3 separate regions of the Mus musculus genome follow, and all the other regions are linked to region 1. Evidence: chromatin contacts called from public HiChIP or PLAC-seq data. All regions are on one chromosome and are shown on one strand. Each heading gives the region's core, a stretch centred on a gene start, on an enhancer-like site or on the middle of the called end of the contact. The rest is flanking DNA. Distances are from core to core; before and after follow the strand shown.

What was found. HiChIP or PLAC-seq counts read pairs in DNA pulled down with a chosen protein or histone mark.
Region 2: a contact with region 1 is called in an H3K27ac HiChIP or PLAC-seq map of large pre-B cells, with 5 times the contacts expected there. The contact joins two enhancer-like sites. A contact is called at or near these places in 1 of 15 datasets of contacts at CTCF or cohesin (large pre-B cells), 1 of 484 Hi-C or Micro-C datasets (embryonic stem cells) and 1 of 115 datasets of contacts at active chromatin or transcription factors (large pre-B cells).
Region 3: an H3K27ac HiChIP or PLAC-seq map of acute myeloid leukemia shows a contact between it and region 1, with 2.1 times the contacts expected there. The contact joins two enhancer-like sites. A contact is called at or near these places in 1 of 115 datasets of contacts at active chromatin or transcription factors (acute myeloid leukemia) and 1 of 9 other capture datasets (pancreatic islet).

What each region holds. Positions count from the first base shown.
Region 1 is chr2:35,897,100-35,901,634 of GRCm38.p6, reverse strand. All of the region lies in intron 4 of Ttll11 (tubulin tyrosine ligase-like family, member 11), which reads left to right. All of the region lies in intron 2 of Gm35396 (predicted gene, 35396), which reads right to left. Among named protein-coding and RNA genes, the nearest start is that of Gm35396, 16 kb to the right of the region's middle. Within about 2 kb of position 2,549, at least 91 of the 459 cell types and tissues checked have an H3K27ac peak or open chromatin away from gene starts, as enhancers often do. A contact at or near this core is called in acute myeloid leukemia, where this site is marked.
Region 2 is chr2:35,414,143-35,418,677 of GRCm38.p6, reverse strand. Ggta1 (glycoprotein galactosyltransferase alpha 1, 3) reads left to right here. Exons shown (of 8, transcript NM_001145821.2): 5 at 4,394-4,459. Among named protein-coding and RNA genes, the nearest start is that of 4930402F06Rik, 19 kb to the right of the region's middle. Within about 2 kb of position 2,102, at least 50 of the 459 cell types and tissues checked have an H3K27ac peak or open chromatin away from gene starts, as enhancers often do.
Region 3 is chr2:35,494,086-35,498,620 of GRCm38.p6, reverse strand. Gm35260 (a long non-coding RNA gene) reads left to right here. Exons shown (of 2, transcript XR_374283.3): 2 at 307-699. Among named protein-coding and RNA genes, the nearest start is that of Gm35202, 7.2 kb to the left of the region's middle. Within about 2 kb of position 2,465, at least 171 of the 459 cell types and tissues checked have an H3K27ac peak or open chromatin away from gene starts, as enhancers often do. A contact at or near this core is called in acute myeloid leukemia, where this site is marked.

The sequences.
Region 1 (4,535 bases), core at 1,300-3,799:
GGCTAGACTCGGTGACTGCGGGGCTCTGGGGAAAGAGAAGAGATGGTAGCAGAGAGGAGAAGAGTTCCTGGGGTGGAGTTCTTGGGCTCTTGGAAAGATGGATAGAGACTACTTGTAGAGGATCGGGCTAACAGGTAAGGGCCAGGATCTGAAGGCAAATGCCTGCATGGCAGTTGAAAGAAGAGGTTAGTATACAGGTGGATATTTGGGCTGGCATTTGGGAAAGACTGGTGGGTTGGAGAAAGAACTGGGAAGTTATCCACTGCCGTGATTGAAGGCATGAGGTGGTATGGACAAGACCCCCATGACACCCCCAGTTAACAGGAGGATGGAAAGAGGCAGGCAACCAACAAAGGAGACTGAGAAGATGGATCAAGGGGTAATGTGTTGGAAATGCCAAAGAAGAGATGCTCAGAAAATACCTGAGCATGGGCCTGTAGCCTCAAACATTGCCAGGATGTCAGGCAAGACTATTCCTGGAACTGTCCATTATGTTCACTGACACTTGTCCTGGGGACTCTAGCAAAAGCTGTCTTGGGCAGCCAGCCAGTTTGTGAGAGGGAAGGAAATGGAGTATGGTGTAAAACAGCTTTTTAAAACATAGCTCTCAGGGGTAAGACAGGGGCATGGAGACTAGGCACTTATGAGGCACACCCTTCCTGTCACCAGATCTGTCAGACCAGGCAAGAGAAGATACGATGGACTTCTGGGATCCTCTCCTCATAATCTTTCATATTGTTGCATAGCATGACGAGAGTGGGGTGGAGGGTGGGGTGTGTGTGTGTGTGTGTGTGTGTGTGTGTGTGTGTGTGATGTGTGAGGAATAGAACAACACAGAACATATTTGTAATGATCACACCCAGCTCACTGCCCAGCTCCGATGTGTGTTCTTCCATATTCTCTTCCCCAACCCATCCTCTACATAACCACTATTCTGAATGGTATGTTGACCATTTCCTCGACTTTCAGAACTACATGTGGTCATGCATATATGTCCCCCCAGACAGGACACTGCCTTATCTGACTCGCTTCCGAGCTTCATATCAGCCCCAGTGTGACTCCCACCTTCTGAAGCGCCTGCTCCTTCACAGGCAATGGCCCAAAGGTCTGGCCCATTGCTGGGGCTAGTGGCATGGGTTGGCTTGCACTGGTGCACACCACATAAGTACACACAGTTTATCACTTTTTCTGTCAAAGGAGATCTGGGTGTTTCCTGACTCAGCTAGAAGGGTTGAAGGCAGTAAGGGATGAGAGTGAAGAGAGGGGTCAGAGCAATGTCTCTCTCATAGATAGACACCTACTGACCAGCCCACAAACACACTGGGTTGCTCCAGATCCAGAGACTCAGGGATTTTGCCCCCATCAGCAGGATCATCAGGTGAAAGCCTCTGGCCAGGGATTGAGACAGTGTGAGAAGTAGTAATTGTCCCATCGAGTCCCATCCATGGTCCTATGCCAATCCTGCTCTCTGAGCCTGCAGCTCTTAAGCAGGTATTTGCAATAGCCGTGAGGAGATGGTTAGAAAGGGCTACTGAGGAGGACTTCAGGACAGTGCTAGAACAAAGAAGTCCCAACCCAGGCCACCACAAAGTGAGGGTCACACCCTGGGTTCATCCCTGAGGACAAGTGTGGCCATGCCTGTTTGGCTATTCTAAGAGCATCCCATGGGGCCAGGCAAGCATGACCAAACCACAGAGGCCCAGCAAGGAGGACCGGGTGGTCATTATGTGTGTGTCCTGCAGTAGACAGGCAACAACAGCCACCAAGGTTGGGGTAGGGCCAGCTGTAGGGGCTGAAAGTCCAGATCAGGAGCCACTGCTTTGGTTAGGGTCACAGCTAGCAAATGGGCTCAGAACCTCATGGCCATTTGCCACTATTTGACCACACGCTAAACGCTTCCAGGGTGATGAGACAGGCTAGGAATGAAGCCCTTTCTGGTATAGTAAGTACTGGAGACTTTCTCACCACCTAGTGTGTCTTAGGTTCCCTCTGCACACTCACACCTGTGTGTGTGTGTGTGTGTGTGTGTGTGTGTGTGCGCGCGCGCGCGCGCGTGCGTGCATGTGTGTGTGTGCGCGTGCATGTGTGTGTGCACACGTGCACGTGTGCACACTGGGAAGTGATGTAGGTGAAGAGGCTTTAAGAAGGTGTCAAGTGGTATCTGTTGCTCTGAGTGCCTTGGATACGCAGTAAGGGAGAGGATTTGGAACCTACTCAGAGCCAAGTCCACTCCTGCTTGCTCTGTCTGAATCACCTTTCAGGATGCTGTTAGCTGGGCTCTAGACACACGGGCAGACCTTGAGGTTTCCATGGTATGGTTCTGATGTCCATTTGCCACGTGACCTGTCCTAAGTCACTTAACTCTTCAGGAACTTAGCTTCCTCCCCTGCCTTACAGGGTCAGCACCCAACTCCTGTGAGACATGGATGACACAGGAAACACTTTGCATACTGTTGAGACTCGGCACAAGTGCAGGAAGTTATTTCTTAGCTGGGCAGGTCTTTCTTGCTTGTAGCAAGACCTGGCCAGATGGCAGCGTTACAGAGCGTAAACCCTGGCCAACCAAATTACACTCATCTGGGGCATGTGACTGTGACCCTGTTCCAGCCATGACCACAGTAATGACTTGGAAAACATGGTGGCCAAGCAACAGCTGGCACGGCTCTGCTGTGGTCAGATTTCCTGTAATCTGCTGCTGAGGAACACAGCTGCCCTGTCATTTCAGCCTCTGCCTTGTCATTGCCCAGGCAGCCCCAGCCACAGAGCCTCACATCTGCTGTCTTGAGGGCAGCAGTGTGACCCTGGCTTAAATATCAAGGTCAGCCTGGGTGTAGACAGTCATGTGGCAGAAACACACACAGAGGGAACACACTTTGTGGCTTGAACTGTATAGTTTTCTTGTTCTCCGTGTCTAATTTTGTCTTTAGCCATGACCCTCCTGTTGGATGTCTAGAGATAGAGCTTTCCTAAGGCCTAGTATAATTCTCCTCTTCCTGTGTCCTCTACCCTCTCTCTTACCCCACAGCCTATACACATCACCAGGCAGAAGCTGAGAATCAGTGTATTGGGGTGGGGGATGGAGGGGCTGTCAAGGGCTGGGGTTTCCCTCTCAGATGGACTGGGTTGAGCTTCTTCCAGCTCCTGCTTACAGCAACTGTAGCTGGCGAGCTCGACAAGTCAACCTTTTCTAGTCTGGATTTTTTTAGCTATAAGTAGCAAGCTTGTTTGTAGCCATACCCCAGAGTTGTTGCACACTCCAGCAAGAGGGAGCTGTGTAAAACAGCCCCCAATACACAGCAGTCACTTAATAAGTGAGAATATGGGTGTTTATTACTCTGACAACAGTTATCACACCTACCCACCTACAGTAACCTTGAAGTTACTGTAAATCGGCAACTATCCTCATTTTGATGTTAACTAGGACATTGGTGATAAAAGTTTGGAATCAAGTTTGGAAACCAAGACCTTAGCCTGGTGTTTGTCGCATCCCAATCCAGCTGCCTAGCTCCCCTGTGCCTCAACCTTGGTTCTTCCACACCAGATCTGCTTCCTCTCCAGAGGTTGTCACCAGTGCCTCCCTGGTTGGACCATTGGTCCTCTGTCTCTGCCAGCCTGGCCTGCTCACTCCTATTCACTAGTTTCAATATTCAGTACCTTCCAAAGTACAGCTCAAGACTTTCTTTCTCTGTAAAGCATTCCTTGTCCACTCTGACTATGTTATTTTCTTCCTTTGCAATATATCACATTCCCTGGGTACCCACTGAGATGAGACCTGAGATAGGTGTGGGCCATGTAGCTAAGGACAAGGCGAGGCCAGGGCCTCTAAGGGGTGCTCCGGTTAGTGTGAAAGACTCACAGAGATAATCCCTGCTCTGTATACATCATGCTGTCCAAGTGCTCACATGAGATGAGGGGAGAGAGTTAACTGTCCAACTGAAGGCTCCCAGAGGGGATGCCCAAGTGAGTTCAAGGCATGATTGAGGGTTTTCCCAGCAAACACCGAAGGGTCTCACATTCTCCTGTTTCCCTGCTACCTTACTGGTTGTTCTTCCCTGGCCTCTTCCTCTGGACCTGTCATTAATGGAAATATATTGGAGGTCCCTGGATATCAATTCTTGGAAACTTGTCTTTGTACATCTACCATCTCTTCCTAAATGATCTCATCCTGCCCTGTGGCTTTAGGGATCAGTTAAGTGCTGTTGAGCCCTAAATTTATATTGCTAATCTTGACCTCTGCTGGAGCTCCAGGCTGATATATACCATTGCTCCCTTGCTCTTCCCACTGGGATAGCTAGTGGGCACCAAACACCAGAGTCAAAAGCAAACCCGCGCCTTCCCTCCTAAAGCCTGCCACCCACAGCTCTTCCTGTTTCTGTAAGCAAGCAGCATTCACATAGACAGAAGCTGGAATCATCCTTTGCTCTTTCATCCCCTTCTTGCCACATGCAACTCACAAAGAACCCTGCAGTAGCCAACAAGAAGCTTCAGAAGCACAAGTCAGGTGACATTGCCTTGCCTTGCTCAAACCCGGCAAG
Region 2 (4,535 bases), core at 853-3,352, 480 kb after region 1:
CCGCAAAGTGGGAATGACTCTGTGTGTGTGTGTGTTGATGGCAACACCAAGTCTCAAGAATGCTCAATTAAAGTTTATGGTCATGTTTGGGGAGGACTTGAGCCCCTGTTGCCTGCCTGCCTGTGAGCCATTCTTTTACTTACAGCACGCCTGTCCTTGAGCTGGGCCATTTTATGCAGATGACAGAGTGGAGGCCAGCCTTGCTGGGGGCCAGCCTTGCAGGGGAACAGGGTGGGGTGGTCAGTAGTGGTTTATATCTTTGTTCTAAGTAGTATTAGATCTTGAGATCCTCCGCCTCAGGCTCCATGGAAGAGTGCTCCCGTCTTCTGAGTGCTCAAGGGCCACATGAAAGCCGAATAGAGCCCTTCACCATAGGGCATTACAGTATGGATTGGGTGAGCTCCGTGCATAAGGAGCCTGTGATTTAAGGTGAATGAAGGGAGTTGAGGTAGAGAGGAGACCGTGAGAGACTGTGAGACAAGGAGGCAGAGACTGCCTGCCCTGGAAAGAGATTCATAGACATTTGTAAAACACATTCTGTGGGCCAAGTGCCATGCCAGGATCAGATCAGGGAGGGCACAGAAGAGGTGACTTTTTGAGCTGTGCCTGGAGGATTAGTGCTGCTAAAGTGACAGTTGAGCCTGAATATCATTGGCAGATTCTAGGAGAAGATGGTAAAATTTAGAAGGAAGGCTGTTAAAGACATGATGGCAACCATTAACTACAAAATAGTGCCCCAATGTCAAGTAGTGTTCTTAATGTTGGCTTGTCTTCTCCTCTCTTCTCATAGTTGCCCTCTTTTCCTCATGGTCCCCCCTTTTCTAATTGTCTCCCCCTTTTTCCTCATTGCCTTCCTCTCCTTCTCATTGTCTCCTCCTCCTCCTCCTATGGTAAGATGTGGAGTTACTCCACAGGCTCAGATGTGGGGTTCTGCACCTCATTAGTAGAATGACTTTGAGAAGACTCATGGATTGCCCCTGCCCTCCAGAGTAAGGCTGGGGACAGAGTGGTGTGAGGATTCCCAAAGCCACTGTGTGTCAACTGCGTGGAACAGTGCATGGCTAGGCTCACCAAAGCACTACATTAATACATTGATTTAGGAGCTAGGTACATTAGGGCTTTGTCCTGGAGTATGGATCTTGGGGCAAAGCTGGAGGAGGTAACAGGGCAGGAAGGCAGATGTTTGCTCCCTGGGAGGAGGCTTGATCTCTGGTGTGGGGAGGAAGTGGGGAGAGGAGATAAGAGCCAAAGAGACCCTGGTAGAATCTGAAACAACTATTAACGATGGGATGAGCAAAGTCAGCCATAGGGTTTAGGCACAGTGCCTCTGCCCAGCACCAAATTACTCAGTATGGCACTAAGTCCTGTCTTTTTGAGACACTTCTCATTGGTCATTGCTATGCAGAGCAGGGAGGCCTCAAACTTGTAGCTTCTGCTGCTCAAGGCTGGAATTAGAGGCACCAAGCCACCACACACATTTTCCAGTAGCCTCTCTGGTCAGCACTGTCACCAGCCATGGCTGCCTTGACCACTGCCCACTTCCTAACTGTTCTCCACACCAACTCTTTATGCTCATTGCTGCTCTCTGGCCACACTAGCTTTCTACCAGTTCTTCCCAGGCAAATTCCCTAGCCAGGATGTATGTTGCTGTATGTTGCCTTCTCTGTTACATTGTATATTTTTCATGAGCCCCAGCACTCGGTGTGTAGGACTTGCCTAGCACGTGTAAGACTGATGAGAGCTAGTGCCCTAAAGTAGTTGTAGCTGGCCTAGCCTTCTGGTTAAAGCAACACCCATGGGGGCTGCTCAGAAGAAGGGATCTGAGCTGAATGTGGCGGCTATTTCCTGTGGGGAAGAATCCTCAGCCTGAGGTGGCTGGCCGTGGCGCTTCCACCTTCCCCGCCTTCCTCATTGCCCAGCTTCTGGGACTGTGGTGGAAGAGGACCTTCCTGTCATGTAACAAACAGCTGGGTGACTTTAAAAGAGAGAAAGAGGGAAAAAAATCCCCCAAATAAAAACAAGAATTGAGAGTGTTTGGGTGCCCACTTCTGTTCCTCAGTGATGCTTGTGGGAATCCCCTGAGAACCCAAACGCTTAAGGAAAACCACTGCAGTGAAGCCTTTCTGAGAATTAAAAGTATATGACGTTTCTATTTCTTATTTGTCCTTAGCCCAGAAGGCTCTTTCTTGTGGATATATCACACAAAGTAAGTGTTCTGAATTCTGTGTATCTATTGGATGTCTGGATCACTTGATTTTTTTTTTTTAGCCCCTAAAGTTGATTTCCTCTCTTCAAGCCAGCCAATGTAGTGCTCGGGCCACAGTAAAGGGAGGAGAGAGGCCAGGACAGGGAGGAGGATTGCTAGGGCCCTGGGGTCAGGGCTGCAACTCTGCTAGTCCCCAAACTGGTCTTTGTAGAATAGTGATGAGTTTTGCTCTCGGTTCTGCTCAGGGGACTCTCCTCAAATATTGTCATGGGGACCATTTTTGGTTGACGTAGGGAAAGAGCCCAGGGAACTGCATGCTGTAGTGTGTACCCTCAGTGCTGCTGTGAGGCACTGAGGGAGGACTTACGTTCAGTTCCAGTTTCTTATCTTCTGCATGGTGGCCAGGAAGTTCAGAAGAAATAATTTGTAACAGCTTTCACCACACGTAGCCTTCATTTGGGTGTAATTCATTCCCTGGTGTTACACCTGCCTTGTATCCTTACCTGCTGAGGGGTCTTGGCCACACACTCAAACCCACTGAGCCCTCACTTCAGCCGTAAAGAGGAGAATAGACGTGAAACTTGAATTTGAGATTGCCAAGGTCATGCGAAAATATACACTGGGTAACCAAATGAACCAGTGGCATTTTCTTGGTGTATGTGTGTGGTATGTGCACGTGTGTGAGTGGGTGTCTATGGTTATGCCTGCCTATGCATGTACCAGTGTGGGCCAGAGGGCAAGGTTTATTATTCTATTCTTCTGTACCTCAAGTTTGGAGACAAAGCTTCCTACTGAATTTGGGTATTAATTTTGGCTATACCAGCTGGCCAGCCAACCCAGGACTCCTGGTTTCCCCCCCTACCCCCCACTAAGTGCCAGGGTTCTACACTTGTACCGCTTGCTTTGGATTTTGTCAGAGTGCTGGAGATCTGACCTGGGGTCCTCATGCTTTTGAAGCAAGCACTTTATTCACTGAGCAATCTTCCTAGCCACTAATATTTCTTTTATTAAAATTGTGTGTGTGTCTTTGTGTGTGTGTGTGTGTGTGTGTGTGTGCGTGCGTGTGCGTGCGCAGATTGGAGGACAACTTGGTTCTTTCCTTCTACTCTTATGGGTCGAGGAATTGAACTTGGGTCATCAGACTTGGTAGCAAGTACCTTTGTACCCACTGAGATATCTTATCCGCCTTTCTCTATTGCCTATGACTTTTGTGTGTGTGTGTGTGTGTGTGTGTGTGTGTGTTTTCTTTCCCAATTATTATAAGCACGTCTTGAATTCACTAACTATCTCAGACATTTCCAGAGGCAATTGAGGCCTAGAGTGAATTTCTTAGCCAGGTGTGGTGGAGTGAGCCTCTTGTCTCTGCCATAGGCCACATGGGAGGGCGGCTGTGGTAGCCTGAGCTACAAGCCAGGACCCCACCTCCAAACAGGGTCCCTAATGTTGTATGCCTGTTCAGAGTCACCTTGTCACTGCATCCAACTTTCTCTCACTAGAGACACCTGAAAGTAGAGATTATTAACCATGATTATCAAAAGTCAGGGCCAAGATTGATATATAACTATTTTCTAACTTTTCTGTTGTCAATCTTCAGATTTCCTGAAGCTTTCATTGATTGGGCAATGGGATTTTTTTCTCAGATTAATCTCTATAATACATGCATGTATACAGACACACACAGACACACACGCATGCAGTCATTCTCGGGAAGGTGCTTTTTCTTATTTTAATATTACCCCTCGTTACAGCCGCTTTATGTTCACCAGGCTCTTGCATATCTGCTGTCTCATTGGTCATTACAGATCCCTTCGTGGAAGGATTATTATTGATTACCCTTTTCAGAGAAGAACGTGGCAGTTTAGACAGTGTGAGTGTATGCCAAAGTCACTCCACTAGCAGGAGGAGATCGTGACCACAGGCTCTCAGGTCTGCAGGGTCTCCACCATTCTGATTTCCCTGCCCCTTATCCTTCAGGGGTCCCAGGGATGAGCAGAGTGCTCAGGGCTGCCCAGAAGGGCGCAGCTGAGGCCCCTCAAGTCCACTCTCTGCCTTTAGCTCAGCTGCCTTTTGCGTGTCCATGTTTCATGAGCTGCATCTTGACGTTCACTTTTTCTAGTGCTACCCGACCCTTAAAGTTCAGGACCGCCTCGATTTCTAGATGTGTTTATATTCTTTTTCATTTCCTAGAATTCCAGAGGTTGGTGAGAACAGATGGCAGAAGGACTGGTGGTTCCCAAGCTGGTTTAAAAATGGGTAAGGGATCAGGATGGGTTCCTAAGTCCCTGAAACCCACAGAGGACCCATGGCCTCCTCCCTCCCTTCTTCTGGC
Region 3 (4,535 bases), core at 1,216-3,715, 400 kb after region 1:
CCTTGGGCCCAGAACATCACAAAAGGGCCTTTGGTGTATCCTGCCGCTAAGGGAGAGCTCTTGAAGGTTATAGAGCAGGGGGATGGAGAATGGCATGGTGAGGTCCCAGATGACCCTAACATCCTCAGTTCCCATCACTGTGTGTTTAGTCTGAACCAAATGGTGGGAGGGATGCAAGGGACATCAGACACCTCTCATGATGCTAAGAGCCTTATAGGAGTTCTGCTCATACAAAGGACTCCAAGGCTGAGAGCAGTCATCGTTCCATAACGGTTTCCTCTGAGATTGAAACACTCTGTCCTGCAGGGTCGCTCTTTAAACAAGAAGATAACAACTCAAAACAGCTCCAGGAAGTCCCTGAAACAGACCAGATTCACAGGCCCTTCCCTGCCAGAATGAAGTTTAAAAGCTCAAAGTTACTCTCAGACTGACAGAAGCTGAGCTAACAAAGAAGACTCTGAGACCAGACCAGCTGCCTGGAAGAAGCAGAAACCAACTGAGCTGCCTAGACCAGGCTTAGATCAGTTACTTGGAAAGGACACTTCGACTTGTTGAGTTATCTGCAGGCTGTTCAGTGTGCTTCATGTTTCTAGCTTTTGTGAACTGTCACCTGTGCTAGGATGAGCTTTGATGATGCAGCTGTCTTTGAGTCATGTCTCCTCCTGTAAGTAACCCCAATAACACTTATTGGTTTACCAAGCTGCACTTCAGTGGTATCTGTACTTTTGCTATCATGGGATCCTTATTTGGGGTGAGCAGATATGTGTGTTGTATCTCCCCGGGAAAAGGTTTTGTCACACAACAGTTATGACCACAGGAGATCTGGCAACACAGAACATTCCCTCAGCTGGCTGACAACATTCTGTATGTCCCCTCTCAGGATTGAGTACACAAAACTGCTGTCACATAGACATGAAAATGTCCCAGCTATCTTCAGATGAGGGCAAAACCTCTTGAGGCTTATAAGGAACTAATAAAGGTTTCAAATGCCATTTTTTCATCTGTCACCTTCAGTTGCATAAAAATGGTGAGTTAGATGACTCGGCCGATAAAGTGCCTGCTGAACAAGCCTGACTATTTTAATTCAATCCCTGGGACCCTGTAAATGTGGAAAGAGACTTGACTCCATGAAGTTGTCCTCTGACCTCTGCATGCACGCTGTAGTGTGAGCTCCCCTCTACCACTATGCACACACACACACACACACACACACACACACACTCACAGACACACACATATCTGGTCATCAGGAAATGGGGACCAAGAGACCATCACTTTTATATGCTGGGGGGTCCTGTCTCTACCCATTTTTAATATGTTCAGTCAATGTCTTCCTCCAGGTTCAGCCTTCAGCTCTGGTATACCCACTGCCTGCCTTAGCTAGGGCTGAGGGGTAGCCTGAAATGAACCACTGTCTATAGTCCAAGTTCGAACATACATGCCATGTGCCAGACAGGAACACAACAGGATGGATGTCAAGGAACTCAGGTTTTTTCAAAGGGGACAGGGATCCCCACCCCCATCTCGTGGAGCAGACCCGGCTACAGGGCTGGACAGTGCTCAGCATGGCTGCTCTTGGGACTTGTCCTCATCCTGGTCCTGGTGGGTGCTGGGGGAGTCATATCAGTACATTAGCCCATTAGAGTTCCTGCTGGGCAGAGGGGAGCCCCCAAAGGAGGGAGTTTCTTCTATGGTGGTCTCTAATGGCAGTGAGTGAAGGTGACAGAGCAACATGCTAAAACTTGGTGGCAGAGTCTCAGGGAGGCTCAGGGGATAGCTAGTTCACTAGCAGTGAAGCTGGATCCCCATCAGTCACTTCCTACTAGCCAAGATCCTTGGCTGTGTCAGGAAGCTGCAGGCAGGACTGACCCAAGGATGACTCGTATAATATGTCTTATGGCTGGAGTCCCCGTGGGAGTGGGTGGGAGCCTCTGACATGAGTTGTAGCTGCCAGAGTAACTTTTCCATATCCCTGGTGGGGACAGCAGTAACACCCAAGCAAGCCAAAGCTGCTATGATACAGGGCTCACTGGGTGATAGAGATGTATGTCTTACTTCTGTGGTGAGCTGAGCGTAGAAATGTAGGCTCTGAGAAGGCAGAGGGGGAGTGAGGCAACTGTGTTATAAGAAGGGAGGGTGTGGGCTGGGGCAGAGCCACGGCCAACTTCTTTAAGGGTATTACCTTTCATAGGGAAAGGAGGGGAGAGGGAGGGGGAACTCAGACACCAGGGAGACAGTTCATGGAAGAACAGTCTTGTGGCTCATGCCCTTCAGAAAATAATACCTGGTCTCATAGGAGCTCACGGAGGTGGGATGCTTAGCTGGTGGGTTTGCTGAAGACTCGAGATTGTAAAACTAGGGAACTCAAAGAAAATCATTCTGGGCACCCATTTACTAGGCAAAAGGAGAGCTTACTGACAGCCCTCCCCGATTTGCATACTAAAAATAACACCCAAACCTCAAGTGGATACGTTACAATGTATTGTACCTATTTCCGGTTCTCACCAGTGACTGGTGTAGCAGCAAAGACAGAGGAACTGAAACCAGATGCAAGGATGAAGTTGATTTTCAGAGACAGGATGTCAAGGGGAAAGGAAAGTTCCAGAAGACATCCAACATGATATGCTGTATGTGCACGGTTCAAGATGAAAAACGAGACTGGACAATAACGATCAGAGGTGTCTGTCTGTGGCACAACTCAGGAATTCTGGGACTTTGAAACAAGGGAGCAGTGTGGGAGCGGGAGATGAGTTGGAGGAGAACACACAGGCAGCTAAGGCAGAAGTGGTTGCATCGACTTAAACCTAGTGGTCCGTGTGTGGCTACCTTTCGTGACAATGCCTTGTGACTTCATGTACGTGACACATTTCCTCAACCCAGGCCTTTCCATCTCCTTCCGAGTTGCCAGAGAACTCAGCTATTTCCCAGCCTTCTGACCCTGGCAATGGAGATCTTATGCTTGTGGTTTCAAGCCACCCAGCCTTGAGTAATCGATCTATGACACAGTCACAGGAAACGGTTGTACTGGGTTTGCTGTTCTTCATGCTGACAATGAGAGTCGCCAGCAGAGGTCACATGCCTTCCAAGGCTTCTGTTTCCTGCTTTGCTGTGGCCATTAGGTCTATATATCTGTTGACCTACCTGGATTTCTAGTGTTTATAAACACCAGGAGCAAAAGCGACACAGGGCATCAAGGGTTCATTCGACGTATGGGATCCAACCACAGTCGATAATTGTACAAGCAAGGCAGAGGAAACTCAAGGCAGGAACCTGGAGGCAGGAGCTGAAGCAGAGGCCTTAGAGGAATGCTGCTTACTGGCTTGCTCCGCATGGCTTGCTCAGCCTGTCTTCTTATAGCATCCAGGACCCCTGAAATGGACCCACACATGCCAGTCATTAATCAAGAAAACACTCCACAGCCTTGTTTGCTGGGGATATTTTCTCATTTGAGGTGCCCATTTCCTCCATGACTCTAGGTTGTGTCAAGTTGACAGAAAACAAGCGGCACACCTCTCCTGCATTCTGGGCTCGCCTCAGGTGGAGGCAGGTCCTGCCTGTCACACCACACCCCTTCTCTTCTCTCTGTGTTATCCTTGTCCTCTGGAGCATCCCAGTTGGGAGGAGGGTGAAGATCCAGGCAGGATCAGGTTATGAAAGATGCTAATTCTGAAAATCTCTGTGAGTCTGTTGGGTGCTCCTGGTGAGCGCTAGCTTGTCCCCTGCCTCTGGGTGGCAAGATTGCTAGGGATGCTAGCTAGTTACTGTTGCCACAGAGAACAGTGGATGTCCACAATTCCTCCTCCCTCCTTTACTGCTCTCTTGGGCCAACTGCTTCCAATGTCATCATGGAAAGCAAGGGTTGTCAAGGGGACGCAGAAAAGCAGGCAATCTGGATTTGGGGATGGGGTGAAATGTGTGGTCCCTGCTCTGCTGACAGCCTGCCCAGGACCCAGGTCCAAGCCTCTACCTCATGTCCCTTGTCCCCTACCCTGAACCACACTTCTGCCTTACTTCTGTGGTGTCTGGGGGAACAGAGAAATGAATCTGGATTTGGGGTTCGAGTTCCAGCTCTGTTGCTCTCTGCTATGAGGTGCTGGGGAAAGAGATCATCTTCTGAGCCTTTGTTCCTTCATCTGCAAAGAAAATGAAGCAGCGCTGGTTTAAGGGGTGGAGAACCTTGTTTTCTGCCAGATGTGGTAGTGCTTGCCTTTAATCCAGGGCTTGGGGGAGCAGAGGCAAGCCTCCTTCTGCCATTCCAGCCTCACCCACTTCCAAAGCAATTTTATGCTCTTCCAAAATAGTACCTCCAGCCAAGGACTAAGAGTCTCTGGGGGGACATTTGCATTCAAGTCATACCAATTAAGGGTGCTTAAAATTGGGGGACAGGGCTGGCAAGATGGCTCAGCAGGTAAAAGTATAGTTTATAACCTAATGACCTGAGTTGCATCCCCAGAACGCACGTGATAGAAGAAGCAGACGACTCTCGAAAGCTGGTCCTTGACCTCTACACATGTACACGTACTAAATAAATAGGT